Linked DNA regions of Mus musculus: regions 1, 2, 4, 5 and 6 are each linked to region 3. A link is a contact called in public promoter capture Hi-C data. All regions are on one chromosome and are shown on one strand. Each heading gives the region's core, a stretch centred on a gene start, on an enhancer-like site or on the middle of the called end of the contact. The rest is flanking DNA. Distances are from core to core; before and after follow the strand shown.

The links. Promoter capture Hi-C pulls out the DNA fragments that hold promoters and counts their contacts.
Region 1: a contact with region 3 is called in a promoter capture Hi-C map of liver, with 3 times the contacts expected there. The contact joins the promoter of Taf15 here to the promoter of Myo1d in region 3. A contact is called at or near these places in 2 of 39 promoter capture datasets (hippocampal neurons and liver).
Region 2: a contact with region 3 is called in a promoter capture Hi-C map of liver, with 7 times the contacts expected there. The contact joins the promoter of Fndc8 here to the promoter of Myo1d in region 3. A contact is called at or near these places in 5 of 39 promoter capture datasets (the 3T3-L1 cell line, hippocampal neurons, liver and 1 more) and 1 of 115 datasets of contacts at active chromatin or transcription factors (extraembryonic endoderm stem cells).
Region 4: a promoter capture Hi-C map of liver shows a contact between it and region 3, with 4 times the contacts expected there. The contact joins the promoter of Slfn5os here to the promoter of Myo1d in region 3. A contact is called at or near these places in 3 of 39 promoter capture datasets (the 3T3-L1 cell line and liver).
Region 5: a promoter capture Hi-C map of liver shows a contact between it and region 3, with 4 times the contacts expected there. The contact joins the promoter of Slfn9 here to the promoter of Myo1d in region 3. A contact is called at or near these places in 2 of 39 promoter capture datasets (both in liver).
Region 6: a contact with region 3 is called in a promoter capture Hi-C map of trophoblast stem cells, with 11 times the contacts expected there. The contact joins the promoter of AA465934 here to the promoter of Myo1d in region 3. A contact is called at or near these places in 10 of 39 promoter capture datasets (the 3T3-L1 cell line, 3T3-L1-derived adipocytes, frontonasal cranial neural crest and 5 more) and 1 of 115 datasets of contacts at active chromatin or transcription factors (astrocytes).

Annotation. Positions count from the first base shown.
Region 1 is chr11:83,470,115-83,474,724 of GRCm38.p6, forward strand. It overlaps Taf15 (TATA-box binding protein associated factor 15), which reads left to right and starts at 2,994. Exons shown (of 16, transcript NM_027427.3): 1 at 2,994-3,092. The coding sequence starts at 3,086.
Region 2 is chr11:82,890,548-82,895,250 of GRCm38.p6, forward strand. It overlaps Fndc8 (fibronectin type III domain containing 8), which reads left to right and starts at 1,598. Exons shown (of 4, transcript NM_030224.1): 1 at 1,598-1,853. The coding sequence starts at 1,648. Rad51d (RAD51 paralog D) reads right to left here and starts at 77. Exons shown (of 10, transcript NM_011235.4): 1 at 1-77.
Region 3 is chr11:80,777,454-80,781,817 of GRCm38.p6, forward strand. Myo1d (myosin ID) reads right to left here and starts at 2,572. Exons shown (of 22, transcript NM_177390.3): 1 at 2,245-2,572. The coding sequence starts at 2,339.
Region 4 is chr11:82,958,510-82,963,167 of GRCm38.p6, forward strand. It overlaps Slfn5os (schlafen 5, opposite strand), which reads right to left and starts at 2,172. Exons shown (of 3, transcript NR_045932.1): 1 at 2,096-2,172. Slfn5 (schlafen 5) reads left to right here. Exons shown (of 6, transcript NM_183201.4): 4 at 168-293; 5 at 1,496-2,219; 6 at 2,391-4,658. The coding sequence ends at 3,195.
Region 5 is chr11:82,989,958-82,994,641 of GRCm38.p6, forward strand. Slfn9 (schlafen 9) reads right to left here and starts at 1,873. Exons shown (of 5, transcript NM_172796.2): 1 at 1,631-1,873.
Region 6 is chr11:83,289,425-83,294,049 of GRCm38.p6, forward strand. It overlaps AA465934 (expressed sequence AA465934), which reads left to right and starts at 2,275. Exons shown (of 3, transcript NR_028363.2): 1 at 2,275-2,409; 2 at 2,550-2,673. It overlaps AI450353 (expressed sequence AI450353), which reads left to right and starts at 4,006. Exons shown (of 1, transcript NR_028364.2): 1 at 4,006-4,625.

The DNA of each region.
Region 1 (4,610 bases), core at 1,744-4,243, 2.7 Mb after region 3:
AGCTTGATCTGCAACTCTACCTTTGGTGGAGAATGACCAGGAACAGTATAGACATGGGAGGAGTTTCAGGTTTGGAGGTCCCGGACACTGTGCATAGGTCACTGACCACGGTTCAAAGGCTGGGAGGAGCACTGCGTCTATCCCCACTTGGCCGTGTGTCCTTGATAAAAGTGCTCACCTCTCTGGGTTTTGGGGTTATCATCTACAAAATATAGACTCTTATTTCACAAGCCTGCCCAGAAAATGAGAGATGATGGATATAGAAAACTAATTGTCATTCCTAAATTAACTTCCTCAGAAGCTTCCACTTTTCTTATTTGTTCGTTTATTTATGCATGTGGAGGTCAGGGGACAATGTGCAAGAGTCAATTCTCTCCTATAGTGCAGGACCCAAGGATAGAACTTAGGTTTTCAGTATGACAGTAACTGACTACCTGATGTGACATTTCGCTGGCCCTGAAGTTCCCATTTAAAAAAAATAGTATTCAAAATCCTCCATAAAGCATACGGGACCTTTCAGGAAGTAGCCTGTCCCCCACCACGCTTCTCTCTAGGGTTTTTGTCATCCAAGATGGCCTCAAACTTAGGATCCTCCTGCCTCAGCCTCCATCTGGCTTGGATTATGCACATGCATCTCCATGTCCAAATGTCCACCTCGGTCCCCCCATTTCTATCTTCCATCATCCCTGAACCCCATTGACAACCCAATCAGGGGCACTTATATTACCCAAAGTGCTCTATCACAGCTGCTAGCCTTGGAGAACCTATTGGCTAGTTCCTGATCTTTCTTTATAGCTCAGTTTAGGCAGCACCTCATGCAGGAGGCTTTCCTTCATAAGGCTACCTTCCTATGGATGAAGTGTCCTATTTTTAGAACACTTTCCACCCCTGGAACATTCAAGTCTGGTAGGGACCACAGGCCTGCACCCTGCCTATTATATTATGTGACTGCAGTTTCTGAGACCAGCAGGCTGGGTTTCTTTCTCTATCTCTAGGGTTTCCCAGGTTCTACACACAGAGTAGATCTTAGGAAATGGAAACTGGATAATGATATAAACTTACACTGTCAAAGATGAGCAATACTCTGTATATCTTTCTTAAAAACAAAAACAAAATTAGAACCCAGAAGATCTTTCTTTCTCCTGTAGCCTGGTTCTCTACAATTGCATAAGCTCTTCTCTGGGTTCCTCTCCTCGATACAGATGCTAAAGTACCATGGCTCATAGTCATGAAAGAACTTTTATTTCTTTATTTCTTTAGCCTTGCCTTTTGGTCCTGTCTAAAGGTTCCTAAAATCCTCTGTCTATACAGATACAATGAGGAGAAAGGACCTCATGCTCTTTTCTGACCTGAAGGTATCAATTCTGAACTTACCCTTTCTTTGCTCCATTCTAGTCTTTTCCGCTTGGTCCCTGTCACAGTGCAGGACACCTCTATCTGGCCATTTCTTGCATAGGCTTTCATGGCCTCCTAAGTGTCTGTGACTTCTGCACTTCCCTCTGCAGTTACTTTATGAGTCCAGTGCACTGCGATCTCTCTCACTAGCATTATTATTAAGCCACTCAAGTGATCTTCCTGCTTAAAATATTTTGTTTTAAGACAAAAATAAAAAAGGCCCTCTGCAGTCCTGTGTGTCCTGGAACTCACTATGTATACCAGTTTGGCCTCAAATTCAGAGGTCCTCCTGATTCCACTTTCTAGTACTGGGCCATGCTACCTCAATTGGTTTTAAAAATTATCAGTGCTGGGAATTGAGCCCAGGGACTCAAGCATGTTAGGCCAGGCTTGGATCACTGAGCAAAATTCTTAGTCTCGCTTCTCTCTCCCACTTTTAGGCACCTCGCAACTCCAACCTATTCTTCATTCTACAGCTGGAAAATACATATCTAATCTCCACCTTTTGAAGTTCTCTAGTGGGTGGATCCACCACCTTCAGGACAAAGTTCAAACTAAGAGGCCTCAGCTATATACCCTCCTACTTTTCTGGCAAGTTCAACTTTTCTCCCCTGGAGGCTACACTTCAAACATATCAAATTACTTGTTCTACACCAAGTCTGGACAGATCTTTTGCCCAATTCAACTTGAATAACTCATCACCCAGGTCTTCGTTCAGGTGTCACTCACTCGGGGAAATGTCCTTGCAGATTCTCGAGTTTTCCAAGCCCTTTTCCCAACTGAGCTTACTCTACGGCTTTCCGGTAAAACCCCTTAGCAACAGGGTCTGGTTACCAGGCTTCAAAATTCCACCTTTGCCCTTGGTTAGCCTCAGGCTATCCGGCTGTATCCGCAACTGGGGGAAACTATTTCATCAGTCTGTTGTGCGAATTAAATGAGATGATGTAAGGCGCTGACAATTTAAGAGTTAGCTGTTACAGAGGACTAAGAAAGATCCATTCCCGTGTCTCCTTATTCCCGGAGCCAGTTATGCGCGTGACTTAGACTGAAGTCACATTTTTGTTCTGGTCTCACTTCGATTTTTTTATTGGACAAGGTGGTTATAACAGCCCCGGAGGCGATCAGGTATGGAGCTTGTCACGACTTTCGTTCCGCTCGCTGCCCAGACTCGGGACGCCCCCAAGTGGTTCAAGTTCTGCAGCAAGAGCCCGAGCGAGGCCGACCACACCATTCCCGATTTTAAAGGAAGAATCGACTTTCCCAGGCATTAAGTTCTTATTTATAAAAGGGGAGCCTCGTCTTTCGCTTCATAGCTTCAAAGTCTACCAGACCCGGTAAAACTAGAACTGGGGTTGTGAATGGGGCGGAGCGAGCTGGCTCGCTTTCCTCCCCTAGCCCCAGGAGGGCATTGGTACTTTCCTCTCTCAATTCCCTCTCAATAATGGTACGGTCGCGGAGGGGAGATCCGGGAGGACTCTAAGGCTCGGCGGAACGGAGTGGCGTGGAATCACCCCTCCGGCTTCGGCGCAGTGGTATCGCCTGCCGCGCGCTGATTGGCTGCCGAGGGCCCGCAGTCGGCCTCAGCCCGCCGCGCCGCCCTCAGAGCAGCTCCAGCAGCCGCGCCGCCTGGCTTTTCGTTTTCCTTGTTCTCCGCGGGCCGTGGCGGGGCTCCGCGCCGCGGCTGTTAGTCATGTCGGGTAGGTGACTCCGTCAGCGAGCAGCGGCAGCGGCGAGAAGGGGTCCGGTGGGTTCTGGCCGTCTTCCCGCCCACCGGAGGGCCGCGAGGGAAAGACTCCGGCCTGAGGGAGGCTGGGGTGGGGGGAGGGAGGGGGGCGGCCGCGTCGCCGCCATGTTGGACCGGAGGCACGCACGCTCCCAACGCTCCCTGGCTACAAATCACGGCGGGAGCGCCCCGGAGCTCTTTTGATCCTGCCCTTGGAACCTGGGGAGATGAGCAGCTCCCCGGGGAGGGTGTGTGTGAGTTGGGGGGGGGGCGGAGGCCCGTCTACGCCATCGTAAGGGCGGGGGGAGCCGAGATCTGAGCATCAGCCTGAGGACTGGGGGCTTCGGGTCCTCCGCGCCGACTCAGATCTCTCAGCGAGGCCTCCGGCCGGTCGTCTCGCCACCTCGTTCCTCTGTTTCCCCATCCGAGAAGTGGAGCTGGGCCTTCCTGACTCACCCATTCATCAGGTGGGAGTCTTACGCTCTGGGAGCCCTTTTCGAAGCACTTTGCCTTACCCGAAGTCGCGCTACGGTCATTCCCTCTGCTGTAACCATTGGGGTTGCGGGGCGGTGTTTGTTTATTGGGCTTCACCTTTGTACTCCCTCCTCCACTTGTTAATCTCCTGAACTTAGAATTAAGCCTTGCCAGTTACTGACGAGCACTTTTAGGTCTTCGTGGCATTTCCCTTAAGACTTTAGAGACCAAGGACAGCGTCTTCCTCAAATTAGTATTTATAGAGGCCACTGCTGTGTGGAAGTGAGGCTTTCCCCCCTCCGGACAGGCAGTCTGGGTCCTGTTAAACCAGAACTTAAAAGTCCTCTGAATTCTAACAGTTCCAGTTGACCACATAAGGTCCTTTCTTTGGGCTACACTTACAGGTGGCAAAGACAGACCCAGAACGAGAGTTCTTTACTTCTGAGGAAAACATTGCCTAAAGCCATATGGCTGAGATGACATAATGACTTTGGTAGTTTTTCACCTACTTATGAGAGAAAGGATCTCATGAGGTATCCTTGGCTCAACTGGAACTCGATATGGAGTCCAGGCTGGCCCCAAACTCACAGATCCACCTAACCGCTGGCACTAAAGGTGTGCACCACTATGCTTGGAAGATTTGCCCTTTTATTAATTAATTGGCAATCCTTTTCTAAAGGTTTTCCCAGTCCACCTGGAGGGATGTGTATGATCAAATCTGCAATTGGAGAAGATTCAAAAGGAGCGAGAAAGACGGGACAGAGAATGATGGTCTTCCCTCAGATTAGCAATGATACTGAGGAGCTAGAAATCTCATCTTTTTGGGTAGGGTACCTGTATGGTGGAAAAAGCTAGGCTGAAGTGAAGTTAGCTCTTTTTAAATTCTGCTTTTTGTTCAAACAAGGGATTATTAGTTCCAGAGGAGAAATTGGCATATTTTTTCCAGGTAAAGGTCCAGAAAAGGATGTACAAGTGCATCCTTAGGAAGGGTATATGTAGGTTAACCGTGACTTAGAAA
Region 2 (4,703 bases), core at 348-2,847, 2.1 Mb after region 3:
CGGGAAGAGGATGCAAGTCGAGGTGAGGGACACTAACCCTTCCCAACTCGCAAGACTCTAGGCGCCCTAGGCCCGCCCCCTCCGGCCGACGCTTCCGGGTTCCGGGACTGGAGCGTCTTTTGTAGGCCAGGCCTGCAGCGCCATCTGCTGACCATGAGGGCAAACACAGAGGCTTTGCGACTCGCGCCAGCCACCTGCAAGCACACCTAGAGCTTACATACATGCACAGAGACACAAGCACACACACCGACACACACACACACACACACACACACACACACACACACACACACACACACACACACACACACACACACACACACACACACACATTTTGTGTGTCCAGCGAGTCTTCCAACGAGTCTCTTGTGTATACCAGCCTCTATTTGCAAAGCTAGGGGACACTCACTCTACCTAACTCAATATTTACAGAGTGAAGCATCCCTGACTTCTAGTAGCATTCTTGTTAGGAAGACAATGAAAGTGGATCAATTCAGATCATTACAGATTGTATGATCAAGCTGAGATCCAGCGAAGTTCACAGAGAGTACCTGTGTCCCTATATTTTCCAAATTTATCAAGTTCTATCTTACGTATATAGATGTTTTGCCTGCATGGATGTCTATGCAATCCTGGCATGCCTGGTACCCAAGGCAGCCAGAGAGAGGGTCAGATCCCTTGGACTGGAGTTACAGATGGTTAAGAGCCACCATGTGGGTACTGGTCTTCTGGGAGAGCAGTCAGTGCTCTTAACCACTTAGCCATTTGTCTAGCCCAACATTTTCCAGAGGTTTTAATGGAAGTAGGGAAATGCTTGAGTATATAAAATACTATTTTGATTTTTTTAACCACATCTAGTGGAAGAAATAAAGCAGTTTTACAAAACCCACGAGTGAGGTTCTATTTCTGCCTGTATTTTGTAGTTGAAGGAATTTGGGCTCAGTAAGATTGTTATTCTTTGATTTATACAGATAGGAAGCACAGAACTGAATCTCCAGTCCATATCCAGCTGCAGGGCTCATTTTTAGAAATATCTCCTCATGTTCACCATTGTCTCTCAATCTTTCAAGGTGTTTGGAATCCTGGCCCTGAAACCAGCTACTCTGTGAGCTACAACCCACAGTAAGCTTTCACTGTGCCTGCGTTACTGGCTATGGTGGGATTTGCTGCTTAGATCCCAGGATAGAGAGCCTTAGAAGTATCAGTAGGCAAAGGCCTTCTCTTCAAAGTCTGGTTGGCTCAGGCCAAGTGGTGTTCTCTGTGCCACTAGCCTGCTACCCCTTCCTGGACAGCTCTAAAGAGGCACAGGCAATTAAGCCTTTTGAAGTCCTCAGAAGAGGACCGAGTAGTTGTGACCACAAACGTGACCTAGAGAGGGTCATGTGTGCTGGAAGGGGCCATCAAGTTTCTTTCTTGGCTCAAGCCCACCCCTAACCCAGGCGTTTGGTCTGTCCAGCTGCACAGCAAACTTCCTATCAAGGGGAGGCTGGCCCCCCGATTGTTACACTCTGTGATGATTGTGAAGTCAGAGCACTGCAAACCTTCTCACCCAAATGAAGGGTGAGACCTTTGCCTCAGTTTTTCTCTGCTTCCTGCCAGCTGGTTGTCCTGGAGGGTGGTGGCAACCCTGCGCCCCACCCACACCAGATGGCGACGGTATTCTGTAAAGTGGGGGGTGGAGAGGAGGCTGTACCGAAGAAGGAAGCCCTCAATGTTATCAATGTGATTGACCAACTGCCAAAGCCCTGTCCAAATCCTAAGTTTATTAACCGGTCCATGGCTACCAAAGGCCTCCTGCTCCCGTCAAGACGCAGCTTGGCCAGCTTCTCAGAGGAAGAAAACACCGATGTCATGTAAGACACGATTTGGGGTCCTCATTTCTAAGGCTGGAGAAGCTTTGCAGCCCACTGTGGTGGGTCCTTCAGGGAAGAACATATCAGGAGGTTCCCCATGCACCCGCCCTGAGCCCCACATCAGTTTTGAGAGGATGTGGGTTCCCCATTCTAGCTGACCTTCCTGGACTAGCCAGGGGGTGCTTCCTATTCTGCTTGCCACTCTCTGCTACCCCTGTCTTCTCTCCCTCATTTCTCTCACTTTAATGCCCCACCTGCCTTCCAGCTGAGGTTCACTGGTCTGCTAAGTCAGTCTGAATTTTCTCTGCTTCATACCACAAAACTCTCTGCTTCCTGGTGAGAAATATGACCCAGCATCAAGTTGGGGGATGCAGAGGTGGGAAACATGGTCCCTGCCTCCAAAAAAAATGTCACGCCTGGTGCCAGTGGTGTCAGAGGTGGGGGGCATCAGACAATAAAGGAGATACAGTACAGCCTGGTAAATGCCGTCACAGGGCAGCTTGAGAAACCAAGGGCTTGGGATAGCTTGGGATATGGTGCAAAAAAGGGAGACTTCTTAGAGGAAGATTTCCAGGGAAACGGTGTGCAGGGTGACTACTGAGGAAATAGTACAATCTCATTGAAGTGACCCGTGAGTGGGCCCTGGGCTTAATCTAATGTTCTGTTAGCACTGTCTTGAGCTACTATGTGGATGCTGGGAATTGAACTCTGTCTTCTACAAGAACAGCCAGTGCGTGCTCTTAACCACTGAGTCATCTCTCCAGCCCCAGACATGAAATCTTTTTTTGTTTGTTTGTTTGTTTGTTTTCGAGACAGGGTTTCTCTGTGTAGCCCTGGCTGTCCTGGAACTCACTCTGTAGACCAGGATGGTCTCAAACTCAGAAATCTGCTTGTCTCTGTCTCCCAAGTGCTGGGATTAAAGGTGTGTGCCACCACCGCCCATCGAAATCTTTTATAATTGCTTTTTTTTTTTTTTTTTTTTTTTTGCTGGGCAGTGGTGACACATGCCTTTAGTCCCAGCACTTGGGAGGCAGAGGCAAGCAGATTTCTGAGTTCGAGGCCAGCCTGGTCTACAGAGTGAGTTCCAGGACAGCCAGGGCTACACAGAGAAACCCTGTCTCAAAACAAACAAACGAACAAAAAAAAACCAAACAAACAAACAAAAATTTGTTTTAGGTATGTGAGTACACTGTCACTGTCTTCAGATACTCCAGAAGAGAACATCAGATCCTGTTCCAGATGGTTGTGAGCCACCATGTGGTTGCTGGGAATTGAACTCAGGACCTTTAGAAGAGCAGTCAGTGCTCTGAACTGCTGAGCCATTTCTCCAGATCCTGTAATTCATTTTTTTAAATTTATTTTTATTTCATATGCATTGGCCTTTTGTCTGCAGGCATATCTGTGTGATGGTGTTGGGTTCTTCAGAACTGGAGTTACAGGCAGGTGTGAGCTGCGATGTGGGTGCTGGGAATTGAACCCAGGTCTTCTGGAACAGAACTGATATTCTTAAGTGCTGAGCCAGCTCTTCAGCTCCAGTTTATAATTTCTTTTTAAAAAGGTTTCATACACCAGGCAGTGATGGTGCATGCCTTTAATCCCAGCACTTGGGAGGCAGAGGCAGGCAGATTTCTGAGTTCTGAGGCCAGCTGGTCTACAGAGTGAGTTCCAGGACAGCCAGGACTACACAGAGAAACCCTGTCTCGAAAAAAAAAAAACAAAAACAAAACAAAACCAAAAGCAAAACAACAAACAACAAAACAACAACAACAATAACAAAACCAACCAACCAAACAAAAAGTTTCATACTTAATTTTTACTGGGATCCACAGACTGTGTGCTGGTTAGAGAGAAATGTGTCCATTCTAGGTCACCATTAGCTATTGTGACCTGACTAAGATATCCATTGTTTGTAGGAAACTTCATGATTTACTTAAGGGGTGGAGGATAGGATGGGGGAGGGGCGAATCTCAGGCAAGGAGTCCTGAGTTCAAATCCAAGTTCTACATCTTAGATAAATGGCCTCAGCCAACTTCAGTGGCTAACACTCATCTAGCAGGGCTGCTGTGGAAATCAGGAAAGAGACATGTTCCACAAGCAGTCCAGAGTCCAGTGGATTTCTGTGCCTACTTTAGCGCTAGCTTTTTCAGTGGGGGAGTCTGTTTTGTTGTTCCGGTTGTTGTTGGTTGGTTGGTTTTTGAGACAAGGTTTCTCTGTGGAGCCCTGGACATCCTGGAACTTGCTCTGTAGACCAGGCTGGCCTCTAACTCAGAGATCTGCCTGCCTTTGCCTCCTGAGTGTTGGGGTATGTGCCACCACTGCCCAGCTCCAGTAGGGGACTCTGAAATGGAGATTCTTAGGACAGTCTGAATAAACGATGTCAGCATCCTGACACTTCAGTCTATACATACCGGACTTAAAGAACATCTGCTTTAAATGTCCAGTGTGGGCTGAGGGGTAAGTATTCTAGACTCATCCAGCTGTCTCAGGAGTTTGTGGGTTAGAGCTGAAAGAGAGCATATGGCCCATCAAGCAAATGGGAAGTTGTAAGCTGGAGTAGACTAAGGTAGAAAGGTAGAGTGGGACCTGTTTACATGCCAGGAAACCTTAGCTGGTAGAAATCAAAATGAAAATAATATCTAGACACAGGTTCAGAAGCCGCAGAGCACATCACAGGCAAGGATCCGTGGATGGGTCTGTGGTGTTTTAGTTATAGGTATGCATCAATCAAACTTGGTTTTAAGGATTCGAAAGCTATTTTTTGTTTTGATTGGTACACTTCATCACCAAGACAATGCAGGGTCGTATATTTCCTTTGTAACAGCAAAGGATGACAACAATACACATTTCCAT
Region 3 (4,364 bases), core at 1,322-3,821:
ACCAGGTTCAGACTTTTTCTTGTCATTAGCTCTTAGTAATAGCAGCAACACTTTACATCGCATTACACTGTATTGGGTATTATTAGTAACACAATACAATGATTTAACATACACAAGAGGGGCTAGAGAGGCAGCTCAGTGATAGAGCACACAAAAAGATTGAACAAGAGTTCAGTCTCCAAGACTGAGAAGGACTATATATACATATATACATATGTATATATGATGGTATGTGTATACAGGCTATATGCAAATAAGACTCCCTTATCCAAAACTTCATTCTCTGCAATTTCAGATGAAGTATCAATGAAGGTGAATATGGCACAAAGAGAAACTGCAAGAAATTCCATCTAACTTTTCTTACTGTCATAATAGTTCTGTTTTATATGAGTCATTTTTCATCACCAGGTATGTAGTTAAAGGGAAAAACACAGCATATACAGTTTATCCACTAGGGGGTTTCTTGGAATCCATGACCCACATATATGAAGGGGCTAGTATTCTGCTATGTCAGTTTATACAACTCAGGAATCCTCTGATTGTAATTTTTAAAAGAGAGCCTTGAAAAACTCTCCAGACTGACCTCAAACTCATTTCCCGGCATCACACACACGCACACACACCCTGAGAAGTAGGTGGGATGATAGGTGAGTATCCTCAGATTCTAGAATTCACGGGGACTCTTGGGATAGACTTTCTGGGGACACTGGGGGACTACATATAACTCCGCAACATTCTATTTAGGAATACTCTGTGTATCTTGAGAGCACTACCCTAGGAAACCCGGGGAGTCCTAGAATACAAGCACTGAAAACTCCTGGAAACGGAGGGCCACAGACAAGGCCAGTTTATGGCAGGCATGTGTAGTTTGCAGGCCAGTGTTCCTGCTCCAGACACAAGGAAGCCTGACGCAGAACAGATGAGGGCTGATGATGCAGCCCTGTTTGTTAGTTGATAGCGTGATTGCCTAATGCGCCAAGCCCTGGGTTTGATGCCTAGCACTACAGAAATCAAGTGCAGCAGTGCATACCTGTACTCCCAGCAGGAAGTAAAGGTAGGTGGAGCAAAAGTTCAAGTTCACCCTAGCCATATTGCAGAACAGAACATATGAAATTATTTGTTTTGTTAATTTAAAAATTAAAACAGGTTTTTTTAAAAATTACAGAATTGTAGTTGACAGTAAAATTGAGGTAAATATCCAAACCTAATTATGATTTTCAGGTTTAAGTTTAAAAAGTGATATTTGGCTATAAAGTTTACAAGTAACAGACAGAGCAAAGCTTCCGGGAAAACACAAACAAACAAATAAACAAGTAAGCACACGCTTCAAGCTGAAACTCCGTTTCAGTTTTTTTTTAAAGTCAAAACACTTTAATACTCAGATTACATATTACTGTTTGAAAATGAAATAATTACGTATAGAAGACTTTCTAAAATAAGTTCCTCTTGGAAGCCCATTTTGGGGCATTGTGTTGTAACTAAATTCTCAAAGATGTCAGTAACACAAAGGCTCCATCCATACATAACTCCTTGAAAAAACTGAAACCATGGACGCCTTGTCAAATTCAGACAGTTTATCTTGGCACTGGCAAGTACAGCAGTCTCTTCGATGTCTGGAAACGGGTCTAATTACGTCGAATGAGTAACTAAAAAATAGCCCGTGTCCCGGAACAGACAGCTTAGGGTTCACTCCATAGCATCCTGAATGGTAGGATGGAACCACGCCAGAAAGAAAGAAAAGAGAAAAAAAAAAGAAGAAGAAGAAGAGGAAGGAAAGAAACGAGAAAAGAAAATCGAGCGTGAAAGCAGGAGATAGATGCCAGGCTCTTTTAAAACAACCTTCCAGTTTTCCTGGGGCTGCCAGGGCCATCACGCCGCTCCTAAGTTTTTCTTTTCCCTTACTTTTGTTCCATTAAGTCACCCGGTCCCGCCCACATCATTTACCTGGCTCAGGGCGGGCTGGTGCACCCCTAAGCGACCTCAAGCCCAGCATGCCCCTAATCAAGACACCACACAGGGACGACCCCAGACCCCTAAAGTGCAGTCCTAGACCTCATCACACCCTGGAGTCCCAAGGCCGCACCAAGGAAGAGTCCTCTCTCTGGGAGGCGTGACCACCCAGCGCCGCGGACCCCCTGTCACCCCGCCGCACTCACTCGCGGGAGCTGCTCGCCCCGGTCACCCCGAATCCTCAGCAGCGCCCCCTCTCGGGAAACCCCGGCATGGCTGTCGAGACGCGCTCACCTGAGCCTAAGGTTGGCCATGAACTCGGGCATGGAGACGGTGTCCATCAGCACGAAGTCCGCCTTGCCGAACTCAAGGCTCTCCTGCTCCGCCATGGCGCCGGCTCAGGTGGGAGCGCTCGGGTTGGGGCGGGGGTGCTCGGCACCTTTGGGCGGGGTCGGGCCGGAGAGAGAGAGAGAGCGAGAGAGACGGCCGCCACTCCTCAGAGCTCCAGCCGGCGCGGCTCTGAACGGGCGAGGCCGGCGGCTTCCGCTCCTCCCGCGGTGGCTGCGGGTTGTGTGGGGGCCGTGGTGGCGAGACGGAGACGGCGGCGGCTGGTCCCGCCTCTAGCCTGGGTCCCGCTGGGCCCCGCCCCGCCCCGCCCCGGCCGCTCGGGCTCCGCCCCGCCGATGAGCCCGCCCAACCCCGGCCCAGCCGCCTCCTCACCTGGGCGGCGCGCACGCGTGGGGCGGGGACGCGCTCTGGGCCAGCCGCGGCGGCTAAGCGGCAGCGCCCCCTAAAGACAGGCACGGGCATCTAGCGTGGCGGGGAGCCGTGTGGACCTGACTCTGGGTAGAATAGGCCTTGTTGCCTTCTTCAACCCCTGCCTAGTAGATGCCAACAAACTTACAAATTTACAAACTTATAACTTGAGCGGCTTTGGCGCGAATTATCCATTATGATTCCCTCACATTCTTCTGTGCTCATGTGCCATCCATCCTTGAAATGGTGGCTGAATAGTTATGGCAATGGTAGAGAATACTTCCAGGTCACCGAAATGTTTAGAGCTGTTCTAAGTGCTTTAGCAAACTTAAGTAACTTGTCACACTGCTAGGAAGTGGAGGAGCTGCGACTTCGTGGAGGTCATCTGATTTACGAACCCCAGCATTCAGCCACATGGCTTACTCTTCATTTCCAGTGGTCCATTTTTTTCCACTCATGTGAGCATGTCATCAGACTAGTACCTTATACTAGTAATTTTTTAAAAAATGTATGAATCATCTCCTCGGGATGATTGCAGCTTCTAGCATAGAGGACCATGTCCTAAACTTTTTTTTTATATCCCCCACCTCCACTCTCTACACATTCCAAGAAGCTTATAGTAGTAGTTTGTATTATAAATAAGAAATCCATGAAATTAGTTCCATAGATTGTAATGAGTTATGATCTCCAATTTCAAGACACACTGGGTGTTCTTAAAATGGTTTTTGTTGGGGGGAGGGGTGTTGCTGGAGAGATGGCTCAGTGGCTAAAAGCACTTGCTGTTCTTACAGAGGACCAGAGTTAATTTCCCAGCATCCACAACAATAGCTTTGCCTGTAACTCCAGTTCAAGGAGATGAGACACCCTCTTCATACCTCTGAGGGTACCAGGCAGGAACATATATACATGCAGGGACTCACACAGTCACATAAAATAAAGGTGAATAAATATTTTTTTTTTAAACTTTTCTTTCAGGGGCTGGTGAGATGGCTCAGCGGGTAAGAGCACTGACTACTCTTCCCAAGGTCCTGAGTTCAAATCCCAGCAACAACGTGGTGGCTCACAACCACCCATAATGAGATCTGACACCCTCTTCTGGTGCATCTGAAATCAGCTATAGTGTACTTATGAATAATAATGAATGAATCTTTGGGCTGGAGAGAGCAGGGACTGAGCAAGTGAGGCCTACCAGAGTGAGCAGTGTTGACTGGAGCGAGCAGAAGTCCTAAAAATTCAATTCCCAACAACCACATGAAGGTTCACAACCATCTGTACAGCTACAGTGTACTCACATACATAAAATAAATAAATAAATTTTTTTTTAAAAAACTTTTTTTCCAAATATAGACTATATTTTCCTGATGGATATACATTGTAAGGGGCATTGTCTAGTACCTGCACATATTTGGGCCTGTGTCTGTTAGGACCATGTTCTGTGCAGAATCTATTAGGAAATCAAGAGCATCCAAGCCCTGGCTGGACTTCAGCTCTGTGGCTGAATTTGAGATGAGTAAACTAGGCTGAAGGACCTTGGCATGTTTTAGCTGCCAACAAGCCACACTTGCCAAGAGAGGGGACAGCACCCTGATCGCTTTCCTGCAGCACCTCTGCCTTCAGAAAGCCACCCTGATCCTTGGCACGGCACAGCAGGTTGGCCT
Region 4 (4,658 bases), core at 922-3,421, 2.2 Mb after region 3:
AGGTTTGGAGAGGTAGCTCAGAGGTTAGGAGCATGGGCAGTTCTGGCAGAGAACCTGGGTTTGGTTTCTAGCTGATCTGTGCTGGAAATGCAAATATCTGCAAATGGTTCAGCTAAGAGGCGTTTTCTGCCCTCTGTGTACTCAACGGTTGTTTCATGTTTCCTCAGACCTTTCCAGTTTCCCTCAGATGATCCCCTGGAAGAGTATGTTAAACACCACACCCTGCAGCAAGACCGTGTTCACACATAAATATTTGAAATGTGTGGAAGACCTGCAGAAGGATTACTTTCCAGGTAACTGTTGTTTCTGGCCACTTTGGAACAGGTTGACTGTTTCCATATTTGGGGGAGAAAAGCCTTGTTTTGAGTCCATACAAAACCACCTATGGAAAGTGCAGAGAGGGGCTGGAGCTGTGGCTTAACAGTTAAAAGCACTGGCTGCTCTTTCAGAGGACCTGGATTTGATTCCCAGAACCCACATGATGGCTTACAACCATTACCACAGTGGGTAAGTATGTTGCAATGTAGTTGCAGCATCCAACATTAGCAGTGAGAACGAGTGCATTATTGCCATGTGCCATGTGCAAGTGCAGGGCTGAGTGTGGACCATGTCCAGGTACATCTTGTGACTTTGTTCATAGATTTTCTAGGTTCTCTTATTGATAAGAAAATATTTTGAAACATTCTGGTGTTTCTGGATTTTTCTTGGTTTTAGTTGTTTCACCATTAAGCTTTTGCAGGACATAGAACAAAGACAAATTTAGACAGGGTTTCTCTGTGTAGCCCTGGCTGTCCTGGAACTCACTTTGTAGAGGCTGGCCTCGAACTCAGAAATCTGCCTGCCTCTGCCTCCCGAGGGCTGGGATTAAAGGCATGCACCACCTTCCCACTAGTGTTCTCATAGTCCAAGAGAGGTTCTTTCTTGCTGCCTTGGCTACTGTGTTCTCAGTGTAGTCCATGTTGATCACAGCTGGTTATGGGCTCCCTCAGACTCAAGATTGCTTCTCTTTTTGTTACTAATATAAAACTGATCATTGATACATGATAGAGCTCAAAGATCGAGATCTACATCATATAATGGTAGAGTAAGACTAATTACTAGCTACTGATTTGTTTAGTGATTTACTTAAAGCACTGCTTGTACATCTGTTGGCCAAGCAGGGCTTCACTTGCCATCTGAAACAGAATGACCTGGAGAAACAGTTAATAAATAAATAGACAAATAAATAAATAAGTCCTGGCCCTCTAAATCCTGCTGCCTGCCACATACTCTATAAAATCTTGCTTGCTCGCTCCCTCCACCTAGTGGTTTTAAAGTGTAATGCGTTATTACAGATGGCACGGGCATGAAGGCTTTTCATCCACTGGTCCTCTCTTCCACTCTCATTGGTGTTATTCAAGAAAGATTATTCAAGAGTGCTTATTCAAGAAAGATTCCCACAGCAATGGTGATTATTAGCTTGTCTCTGATTCATTCCGATTCTTTCCTTGTCTAGTGTCACCCAACAGGATTACATATACTCCAGAGAGCGTCTACAAGGACCTCTTCGCAGATTACAGAGGACTAAGAAACTTAATAAATATGGAAATGCGCTGTTTCTCTCAAGGGATATTGATCTTCTCCCACAGCTGGGCTGTAGATCTAGGTCTTCAGAGGAGGCAAGATGTCATCTGTGACGCTCTTCTGATTTCCCCGAACAACGTTCCAATCCTGTACACCATTTGCAACAAGTGGGATCTGGGGAACAGGCACTATTCCATGAAAGTTGCCCGTACCCTGAAGCAGAAGCTGGTGAACATGGGTGGCTACCCTGGAAGATTAGGCATCATTCCCTTGGTCTTACCACTGGGTTCTCACCAAAGAGTAAGGAATGACTTAGAAATGCCAGTGTACCCCGAATCCTATAACTTCATAACCACACAGCAGGTGGAAGCTCTGTTGCAATCTCTTGTGATCATCTTGTTTGGGTTCAGACCCCTGTTAAATGAAGAGTTAAACTTGGAGTCTGAGACTGTGGCCCTGCTCTCAGACCAACAGTACGGGTTGCTTTCAACTAACCTGAGCAAGCACAGAGAGATGTTTGTTCACGGCTTACCTGGATCAGGGAAGACCACTCTAGCTCTCATGATCGTGGGGAAGATCAGGAATGTGTTCAACTGTCAAGCTGACAACATTCTTTACATCTGTGAGAACCAGTCCTTGAAGAGGTTCATTGTGAGGTAAGCAACCTGACTATTCATTTCTTTCTGGTGGGCAATTTGAATGGGCGTGGCTTTCGAGGGCTAAGCTCTGGGTTGTTGCTTCCATGCTCAGGAACTATTCCTATCTATTGGGCTGCCTTTCTTTGCTTAGCTGAGGAAATCTGACTGTGTTTCTTACACTTGCATCAGGAAAAACGTTTGCCAGGCAGTGACACGGAAAACCTTCATGAAAAATACCTTTGATAATGTGCAACATATCATCGTGGACGAAGCTCAGAATTTCCGAACGGAGGACGGGAACTGGTACGCAAAGGCCAAAGCCATCACTCAGAGAGCGAGAGATGGCCCAGGAGTTCTCTACATTTTTCTGGATTACTTTCAGATCAATCACTTGTGTTGCAGTGGCCTCCCTGAGCTCCAACACCAGAAGCCGTTATTGAAGCTCACCAGAATGCTCCGCAGCGGAGACAACATAACCAGCTACCTTCAGGATATAATGCATCAAATCAGAGAAAATCCTCCCCCAAATGTCCCCCAAGAAGCCTTGATGGTGGGTGAAGAACTTGAATGGGGTCCAGATGTCACAGGCAACTTAGAGATTACTGATAACTTGAATTTGGAGCAGATGTCAGTCTATGTAGCAGAGAAATGCCAGAGTCTTTGGAGGTCTGGCTATTTCACGGATGTTGCTGTTCTTTTCACTAGAGCCAGAGATATAGAAAAATGTAGAGACAAGCTTCTGCTAGCAATGAGGAGGAGGTCCATGTCTCAGCTCGCTGAGGAGCCCAGTTTACTAGTGCAGGTCAGGGAGGGGTTGGATAGTCTGGGTAGTCACGTCGTGTTGGAGAGTGTTCACCGATTTTCAGGCATGGAAAGAAGTATTGTGTTTGGGATCATTCCAATGGGATCTGAGACGGCCATTTTCTACAATGCTCTGCTCTGTCTGGCTTCCAGGGCAAGGACACATCTGTATATTGTAAAGGTTGTGTTTTGATAGGAAGATGCCAGTTTTCAGTTAGCTTGGGTTGGTCTCTAGCTGTCTTTGAAGCTCTTTGATCTAAACATTTAAGCACCAAAAACATTTCATGTACAATCAGCCACACTCAGGGCAAGCAAATATGAGTATGGGGGATGTAGACAGTAGGAAGAGACAGCAGAGCAATTAGCTGGCACTGAGATATCCTTTCTCTCTCTCTCTCTCTCTCTCTCTCTCTCTCTCTGTGTGTGTGTGTGTATGTGTGTGTGTGTATCAGGAAGGACTGGTTGTTTGAGGTAGGCAGGAAAGAGCTAATTATGAGATGACTGCTGACTTCTCGTAGACTCAGATATTTTCCTTGTTTTTAACACAGCCACCGGCAGAAATGCTTGATCTTGGTGTGTGGAGGGAGCATGAAGGGGAGAGGGGGAGAGAGTGTGTCCATCTTTAGCAGGACATAGTTTGAAATGTAAGTTCACAAACTGCAAGCTATGATTTCAGGGTGAGTCCAGTTCAGTTTAGCTTGTCGAGTTGCTTCCTGTTTTGCCTTTCATCGGCATTGCTGTTTCTGATCTTTGCCTTCTACATGACTTATTTATTCAGAATCTTTGACTCCGCCTTAATACTATTCCTGTGGGGACCCAGAGTTACTACCGTCAAAGTGCCAAAGTGTGGGTGCAGTGGTTTGGAAGGTAGAGGGCCGAAGAGGAAGAATGTACAGAGTCTAAGCCTGGCATCACTCCACACTTAATTTAGTAACCACAGTATGCAAACATAAGTCAAATATCTCTGCTCTCTGTGCGCTCCCCAGTTCAAACAGCCTTTCGAAGGCCGTTGCTGAAAAAATACTCATTTGTCATTTGCTTTAGGTCTCTGTATAGCCCTGGCTGTCCTGGAACTCACTCTGTAGACCAGGCTGGCCTCGAACTCAGAAATCCACCTGCCTCTGCCTCCCGAGTGCTGGGATTAAAGGCATGTGCCACCACGCTCGGCTTCTCTGAAACTCAATATTTAGAGCCAAACAGAGCAAACTTTTCTGGGAGACACAAACAAACAAAAATCCAGAGTTCATTTCCAGGGATGATTTGCAGGAGCAAATCATGAAAACTTAAGGAAAATGAATAAACATAGAGAGTATGATATAAATTGAATAACTTAGAGAAAAAAAATCACACATTCTAATGGGTGGATCGGAACCTACCATGTTTATCAGAGAGTGTGTGGGTATGGGTGAGTGTGGGTGTGGATAATAATCAGAAAAAAAAGACAAAGAAGCTTGGGGAAATGGAGGGCTGGAGAGTAGGGCATCAGGACACATGTGCTATGAAGCAGAAAGGATGCTGTGGGGAGATGGAAGTGGAGTCACAAGGGAAGGCTCAGGGAGGGGAGGGGCACAGATATTAGCAAAATACTGTAAAAAAATAAACTTGAACATAGAATCGGTTTGCTTTAGGCATCTAGTTACATTCTTAGAGAATTTA
Region 5 (4,684 bases), core at 623-3,122, 2.2 Mb after region 3:
AGACGGCTCAGTGGTTTATGAGTATTTTGCTTGCCTATATGCCTGTATACCTCCTGCCTGGTGCCTGGTCAGAAAAGGGCATCAGATCCCCTAGGACCAAAGTTATGAGAGTTGCTCACTGCCATATGGGTGCTGGGAATTGAACCTGGGTCTTGTGCAGGGACAAGAAGTGTTCTTAACGCTGAGCCATCTCTCCAGACCTATATAATTGAGTTTTTTTTAGGGAGTAAAATCCTAAAACTGTCATGTGACCCAGAATAAGGCTGAACTAGAGGATGTTTGCCAATGTTGAAGGATTGTAGGGGCTTGTGGGACAACTGGTCTATAGTAATGGCACCATTCCCTGAGACCTGCAGAAAGGTGATCCTGTCTCCCTTACACAACCATATAAACAGTCGGTGGAAGATTAGGCCTCTGATGACTGTGTGTAGAAAGTAAGAGTGGAACACACAAGGCACTAGAAGGGCTGGGGCAGTATACTGGGCAAAACAAATTGGGACTGGCCATCTTAGGCGGAATCAGGACAGAAAGGAAACAGGCTTTAGAAGGTGTGCTAGTTGGGAAACTGAAATCCCCGGATTTTAGGCTCTTTTCCATAGCTTCTGGATTATAAACCCTGGGTTAGATAGTAGCAATTATATTTCTGCCTCTTGGCTCCTTGCTCAGTTAAAGACAGTATCTTAGAGAGAGAGGGGTCGCTCAGTGGCATCTACAGAATCCCTTTCAACATTGTCATTTCAAGCTGTACCTTGGGGCCTAAAGCTTGTACTCTAACTTGCACCTACTAAGAGTAACAGGCTCTACCAGCTCAGAGACTTCCTGTTGAGATTGCCAGCCAGAGCAAGCTAGAGTGACAGAGACAGCCTCCCTCCCCCATCCCTTCACCCATCTGGGTCCCCCTTCTCCTGTGCTGGGCTGGTCAGTCTCTCACCCACTGGAATCATCCCCTTTCACTCCCAGGCCCCTCCAGTCCTCAGCACCTACTTTTAAAGGAACGTGTCGCCAAGTCTGAGAAAATATCCGGGTCTTCAGACAGGAGAGACACAGTGGTGCCACCCTGGCTTCTGGGCTGCTCAGGTTCCAGTTCTGGTGTGCTGGACCTCGGGGAAGGTGGAGGGGAGCTGAGGGTCTCACCAGGTCCTGGTCGCTCCGGATCCCAGAGCGCAGAGCGCGCGGAGGTGGCGTGGAATTCCCGCCTTTCCTTTTCACTGCCTGACTCTCCACCCACCCTCTCCCGCCCGCGGGCAGAGACCAATAGGAAGCCTTCTAAATACCGGGAAGCTTGAAACTCATATGTGCTTAATAAACTAAACTTTAATAATTCTGAACCTTAGCCATATTGGGCGTTCGGATTGTTCTTGGTGTTTTTAGTTTCTTTTGGTATCTGCTTTCTCCCCACTTCTTTCTTCCTCCTTCCTCCTAGCTCTTCCTATATCCCAGTGTTCTGTCACCGGCCCAAGTGTACCTATTTACCAACTAATTTATGGAATCTATTCATACGAATTACACAAGACAGCATAAAACTTGTTCGAAAGGAGATAAGCTCTTCTCCAGGCCCTTTCCTCTGGCACCGGGCCACCCTTCTGTCCCTGGCTCCCTTGAAGGTCGCAGCTCTGTGGCTCTCACTCACCACTTTCATTTTGTGAGAAAAGACTTTTGATCGCTGTTCCCTGGCCGGCTGGGAAAGCAGAATTTAGAAACAGGCAGGAATGTAAGTCTCCCTTTCCTTCCCGAACTCAGCCTCCGGCCCAGAATCTTCTGGTCTGTGGCCAGGTGGTGTTTCATTTGTGGACTGGTCGCCTGTCTGTGAGGTTCAGAGGAGCAGCCCCGGGTCTAGCATGGGTTTGGCTAGCAGTGGTCACAGCGAATTGGCTCAATTCTTCTAGTGGTTGGGTTACTTGTTTTTGGGAAAACGAAACTGCTCGGATTTTCTGGCCGGCTGCAGGCATGCTGCCAGACTGAGCTCACTGCTGGTTTTGATGAATCTGTCTTGCTGCCCTTTTTCCAGATAAGCCCCCATCCTTGGCTGTGGGCGGCTTCCTCCCTATAGCAAGAACTTACAGCCTTCTCAGCCTGAGGGGGTTCCCTGCTGTGGAAGGGCTGTTGAAGGAGCTCAGATTCATGCTGGTCTGGGGGAAGCAGAGTGAGAGTGAAGCTTTTGTGAGGATCTCACCTCCTGAGCTCAGAGTTGAGAACTAACCACTGTTAACCCCTGGTACTTGCAGATCTTCATCTGTTCTGTGTTCCTACTGCATGTACACTTGTTACACATGGTTAACACCGTTAACTGCATCAGGATGTGTATTCTAGTTAAAAACCTGTTTTTCCATGGTTCCAAACTTCCCCTTTCAGTATATTTTCTTACCACCATAGTCCTTTTTCTTTAAAATTCTAATTTTCCAGATTGTACAGTGTTGAATGAAAAAGACTGTCATCCTAGAATTCAATACACACTGTCAACCTAGAATTCAACACACACACACACACACACACACACACACACACACACACACACACACACCACTTCACCTAGTGGATAGAAACTAATGATGTCCTTTTCTGGTGAAACAAAACAATTCAGCAAGGGCTTGGTCACCAGGAGACCTTTGTCACAAAAAATGTTAAAGGCTGATGGAAATTTGTACCAGAGTAACACTTAGAGTCACATGAATAAAACCAGTACTACAGGAGTAATTAAGTGAATATTAAAAGGTAATTTATCTTTTTCAGTGTTCAAAAATTACTGAAAAGATAAAGATACAACTATATTATGGTGCTTATAAAATGTAGAAATACAAAACTGTGATAATTACGGGGGCTGGGAAGATGGCTCAGAGACTCTGAGCACACTCTTGTGGTTGACCTGGGTTTGAGTCCCAACACCCACCTTTGGCTCAGGGACCCCGTAACTCCAGTTCCAGGGAGTCAATGTCATTGGCCATGTTGAACACTTGCTCTCAGATGCATGTACCCTCCTGTACTGGCTAGTTTTGTGTCAACTTGACACAGCTAGAGTTATCACAGAGAAAGGAACTTCAGTTGAGGAAATGCCTCCATGAGATCCAACTGTAAGGCATTTCCTCAATTAGTGATCAAGGGGGAAAGGCCCCTTGTGGGTGGGACCATCTCTGGGCTGGCAGTCTTAGGTTCTATAAGAGAGCAGGCTGAGCAAGCCAGGAAAAGCCAGCCAGTAAAGAACATCCCTCCATGGCCTCTGCATCAGCTCCTGCTTTCTGACTTGCTTGAGTTCCAGTCCTGACTTCCTTTGGTGAGGAACAGCAGTATGGAAGTGTAAGCCGAATAAACCCTTTCCTCCCCAACTTGCTTCTTGGTCATGATGCAGGAATAGAAACCCTGACTAAGACACCTCCTGTGTTGGAGTGAAGTTTTTGTGTACCACATATAGAGACTATCCTTGTGTTAAGCAAATGCTAATTTCCATCCTGACAGAGATCTGATTACAGCAAAACTTTGGTATTGTCATTATTTAGAAGATTATCCTGTCTTAGTATTTTCTAATCATTGTTCTCCACCACCTCCTGACACAGAGGGAGGCTAGGTAAAGTCTCTGCAGGGAGTTGTTCTTCCCTAAATTGAAGTCTCAGGGAGAAAGGGGGTGGGGCACTTATCTCTGCCTTTTGTTCTCAGTACTTGGAAGACTCTCAGAGCAAGTGTTCACTTGGTGAAAATACTCTCTGCAGGTCTGCACATAAGTCAGATCATAAACTGAATAAGAGGTTATAACAGAGAATGCCTACCTGCATATGCACTAGGAGCAATGATCTGCCTTAACTTCATCATTGGTTACTAGCTTGTAGGGTCATGGAGAAGTTTTAGCTTAAAACTAAACCATCCTTGAAGTTTTAAGAAACTCAGTCAATATCTTAGCTCCTATTTTTGCACCTTGGTTTCTGTAACCCCTTGGAATGGGCCCTAAGTTTTAGAAGTCTGTTGTTATCTCAGAAGCACTGAAGCAGTCCTGTTATAAGGAATGTTTCTGTGGGTGCTGCTACTTGGAAAAAATGGTAACCCTTGCATCCTAGCTGAGTCTGGGGTCTTCCTTCAGCAATTTTTGGGCCCTTACAGTGAGATTTAGGGTAGGCCATTGTTGTTGGGTTAGCGTAACTGAGAATCTGCCCAGCTACAGTGCCCAAAGCTTACAATAAATACAATGAGTCTCTGTGTCCTTATTCAGAGCAAGGGTGGGCATAAATAGTTACTGTTACATACATGCGCACATACATACATGCATACATAATACATGCATGGTTAAAGATAAATGTTTAAGATTTTGTAAAAATAAGAAGATAAAAGGAGGAAGGGAAAGTGTGAGAGTATTGAAACGGTTCTGCATCATTCGTGAAGCAGCATGTAACTCAGCTCTTACAAGTTAAACCCCGGTAGTAGCCGGGCAGTGGTGGTGCACGCCTTTTAACCCAGCACTTGGGAGGCAGAGGCAGGTAGATTTCTGAGTTTGAGGCCAGCCTGGTCTACAAAGTGAGTTCCAGGACAGCCAGGGCTGTACAGAGAAACCCTGTCTGGAAAAACCAAATAAAAAAACAACAAAACAAAACAAAACAAAACAAAACTCAAAAAACCCAGGTAGTATGAGCTCAGAGTTGCTACTAAGCAAAATGGAAACAAAAAGCATATATTTACTGTGTTTGCTTGACTAACAATGGCC
Region 6 (4,625 bases), core at 1,025-3,524, 2.5 Mb after region 3:
CACCAGAAGAGGGCATCGGATCCCATTGCAGATGGTTGTGAGCCACCATGTGGTTGCTTGGGATTGAACTCGGGACCTCTGGAGGAGCAGTCAGAGCTCTTAACCACTGAGCCATCTCTCCAGTTAGACACTATTATTAACCTTTTTTTTTTTTTTCTTTGCAGAAGGGAAACTGATAGATTGAAAGTCTGTTTCTTAGTTTTTCTCTAATCTTGTGTGTGTGTGTGTGTGTGTGTGTGTGTATACATGCGTGTGCAGGACCAATGTACCCAGGAGCCACTCCAGAAAGCTAGCTATGTATGTGCTGCCCTGATGAGAATCCTAAATGACATGATGTCTGAGCTAGAGTCAAACTGAGAATGGAGACAGAAAGAGGAAGGATAACTCAGGCAGAGAAAATAGCACACACAAAAGAACACTCTCTTCTCTGTCTTTCAACTATGAGGGTTAAGGATGATCTTAAACCATATTTGGATGGTGTACTGGCTGGTTTTACGTGTCAACTTGACACAGGTTGGGGTTATCACATAGAAAAGAGTTTCAGTTGGGGAAATGCCTCCATGAGGTCCAGCTGTGAGGTATTTTCTCAATTAGTGATCAAGGGGGAAAGGCCCCTTGTGGGTGGGACCATCTCTGGGCTGGCAGTCTTGGGTTCTATAAGGGAGCAGGCTGAGTAACCCAGGGGAAGTAAGCCAGTAAAGAACATCCCTCCATGGCTTCTGCATCAGCTCCTGCTTTCTGACCTGCTTGAGTTCCAGTCCTGACTTCCCTTGGTGGTGAACAGCAGTATGGAAGTGTAAGCTGAATAAACTCTTTTCTCCCCAACTGCTTCTTGGTCATGATGTTTGTGCGGGAATAGAAACCCTGACTAAGACAGATGGTCTAGTATAGGCAACACTTTGTTACTTCCTATGCTCCCTTTTATTTCTTTGAGACCCTTTGCCAATCCCCTATTGATCATCACAATCCTTGTTTGTCACCTCTCCATTTCCACTGTCATTATCACTTAACTCTTCTTAGCTCTTGAAATCAGTTTCGGAGTGTTTACACTGTCTCACTCTGAACATGCGTGTACACTGTTTCCTTAAATATTACTCTGATCACTTCATTACTTGGCCTCTGAAATATTCAGTCTCCCTCTACTCTTCAAGTTTGCATCCAACTGGTTTGTGCTCTTAGCAAAGTCTCAGCCTGTCTTCCTAATCTCCTATCACTAACACAGGAGTCCTTAAACTTTGCAGTGACTCAGAATTGTTCCTGGAGTGCTTGAAGTATTCTATTGGGTCAGTTATGGGTCACAATCAATTTGGAGTTTTTACTATTACTTTTTTACACTGGACGACGGACGATTAACAGGTCTTTGCTTGTTTCTAGAGTTCACGGAATTTTGAGAAGCACCCCAACAATGATTTTTAGCTTTGCCAACATTTGGAAAACTAGATTTTTCAGCTAACTCATCTTGAGTTTAATAATTTTCTTGATCTTTCTGTCTCTCTATACTTCTGACTATCCTGGAGCTCCCTATTAGATCAAGGTGGTCTCAAACTAAGATATGCTTCTGCCTCCTCCTAAGTACTGGGTTTAAAGGCGTGCATCACCACGCCAGGGGGGAATCAGGAGATCTTAAGGCTCTTCAGGACCTAAATGAAATGTCTCTTCTCCCAGGAGATCGTCCGTGCTGGCCTTGGCAATTTGATATTTAGCTGCACTTTTCTCAGGGCATCTTTAATTATTTAGAATGCCCAATACCAGGGTTTGATTACCAGCACTCACATGGCAGCTCACAACCATCTGTAACTCCAGTTCCAGAAGATCTGATACCTGTTTCTGATCTCTGCGGGCTCTGTGTTGGCATAGTGCACAGACACGAATGCAGGCAAAACACACATGTATAATCACAAATAGATCATTTTTAAAATCTGTTTTTTTTTTAAAAAGTGTTCAAGATAGGAGTCTCTCTCTTCTCCCCATTCTCCATCGAAGCAATGGTAAAATCACTACGCCTAACAGTCGCCCGGAGTCCCGTGAGTAGAGAATTGTGTAAGAAGAAAACCAGCGTCGCTTTCTGAGCAAAAACCACAGGCCTAAGTCGCGAGACACAGACCCAGACGCCTAGAAAGCCCGGGGAAGCAGCCTCCACCTTTAGGTCAGCTCCACCCCTTGCTTTCACTTCACCTTTCGATTGGCTGCTCTTCATGCAGGCACCGCCTTATAGTTGTCACGTGAAGCTCTGGCTGCCGTGGGATTGGCTTACTGACGCGCGCGGGGCTGTGGGATGCAGGCCCGAAGAGGCGGAGGGGAGAGGACGCGGGAAGCCAGTGTGCCCCGGACGCAGTGTCCTAGCGCTCATCGGGTCATCCTCTGCAGCCCAGATTGTCCCTGTCCAAGACTGCGGAATGAAGAATCCAGGTTGGGAGCCGATTGAAGCCCCGACTCCGTCCTCAGTCCTCTTTCCCTACCAAGGATGGCTTCAGGCTCCCGAAGTTGGCGGGTTTGGACTTTTATCTTTTTTTTTTTTTTTTTTTTTTTTTTTTTTTTTTTGCTTTGAGAACCTGTGTGTAAGTCCTCTCTGGTCAGCAAAGGAATCTGTGCAGAGCGCCATGAATTAGAGGATGGGGGAATGAGTGCTTGAAGATGCCCGAGGTATGGTCCTTATCCGTGTGACATTTGGAGGTAAGATGGCGTTATAAATTGTGCTCATGCATTTCTAATTAAAAGCCATGGGATTAGGCTTACCAAGGTCACTTAATTGAACCCTTTTGTTCCAGGCTGTTAACACGCTTCCCCAGTTCTTTAGGAACTCAGTGAGATGGGGCTGGTGGGAGAGATGGGGGAAAACTCGTGAACTGGCGCATAGTTGGCACACCAGTTGCCATGAGATGAGTGCTGTGAGGCAGAGAACTAGGTACCTGCTGGCATGGCAGGAACTTGGAATCAGGTACCACCATGTCTGTCTGGATCTTTAAGCGGAATCGGTTTCACAAACTTTGCTTCTGTAATTCAAAGGGCAGAGCCTTCCTTTGGGATTAATCGAGATAAGGTTTCCTGTGTAAAGTGGCAGCAGTATGGAGAGGCAGAGCTGACAGCAGGAAGGGTTTCTCTGGGGCAGGGGAACACAAGCTCTAATAGTAGATTTGAGAACTTTAATAGTCTAGGTTGGGTAGTCTGTAAGATTCGTTAGGATTATGTTATTAACTAGTTAAGGGGTAAATGGGTTATTTTGGGGTTTTTATTTTGTTGTTTTTAAAAGATTTATTTATTTCATGTATATGGGTACACTGTCGCTGTCTTCAGACATGCTAGAGGAGGCCCATTACAGATGGTTGTGAGCCACCATGTGGTTGCTAGGAATTGAACTCAGAACCCCTGGAAGAGCAGTCAGTGCTCTTAACCACTGAGCCATCTCTCCAGCCCCTTTATTTTGTTTTAAAGACAGAGTCTGTATAGCTAGCCCACCATGGCCTCAAACTCAGGATTCTTCTGCCCCAGCCTCCCAAAGCAGTAGGATTACAGGTGTAACCACCACTGCCCCTGGCTTGATTTTTGTTGTTTTGGAGGTTGTTTGGTTGTGGTGATGGTCTTTCTGGGAATTGACCTAAGGCCTCATTCATTGTTTTGAAATCCCTTGAATACCACAGTAGTTTGTATATTATTTCCTGGACCATGGGGAGAAAGTGGATGCTTTAGTGACTGAATTACACTTTTATAGGTTTAAAGTCAGCATATATATGTGCTGGAATCCAGGGAAAACAGAGGCAGAAGACCCACTGAATCACAGTGTTGTGAAACAGATGAGCTTTAAATCAGTTATTGACCCTATGCAAGAGCAGCCAGTGCTCTGAACCACTGAGCTATCTCTCCAGTGCCTGTAGTTTCACCTATTATTAGTAAAGGGTGGATGTTGAGAAGTTAGAGATGGAAAAATAGAAACCTGGTATTCAGACCTTCCTAATTCTGCTATTAAGTGGTATAGAGCTTTAGAAGACCCTAACCTCTCAAGAAGTTTTTTTTTTTTTTTTTTTTTTTTTTTTAGGTTTCCTTCAAGCTATTTTTTTAAATTAGGTATTTTCTTCATTTACATTTCCAATGCTATCCCAAAAGTCCCCCATACCCTGCCCTCCGACTCCCCTGCCCACCTACTCCCACTTCTTGGCTCTGGCATTCCCCTGTACTGACTCTCAAGAGTTTTTGACTGAAATTAGGAGTTTCTGGTAGGAAAAAAATTATGATGTAGAGCTTTGCTTGTTCACTGTACACTTTCCTGTGTTGCTCAGGACTCCTTGGCTCCCGTCTTACCCACTGGAGTAGCTGGAACTGCAAGCACGAGTCACTGTGCCCGACATTGTGACTATGTCTTTTATCTTCCTTGGCAGTTGAATTCTATGTTAAATGGATAATAGGAAATCTTTTCTACAGCTACTACTTTTTTAGACTATGTGTCTCTTAACAAATATCCCTAAGATTTTGTCAAAATAAATGGAGGTTGGACTCATGTAAATAACAACAAAACCTTTTTGTTGCTGTTTTGAGACAGGGTCTTGTTATGTAGCTCTGAGGGCTGTCCTGGAACTCACTGTGTAGAACTCAAACTCACAGAGCTCCTACAGCCTCAGCTTCCCAAGTGC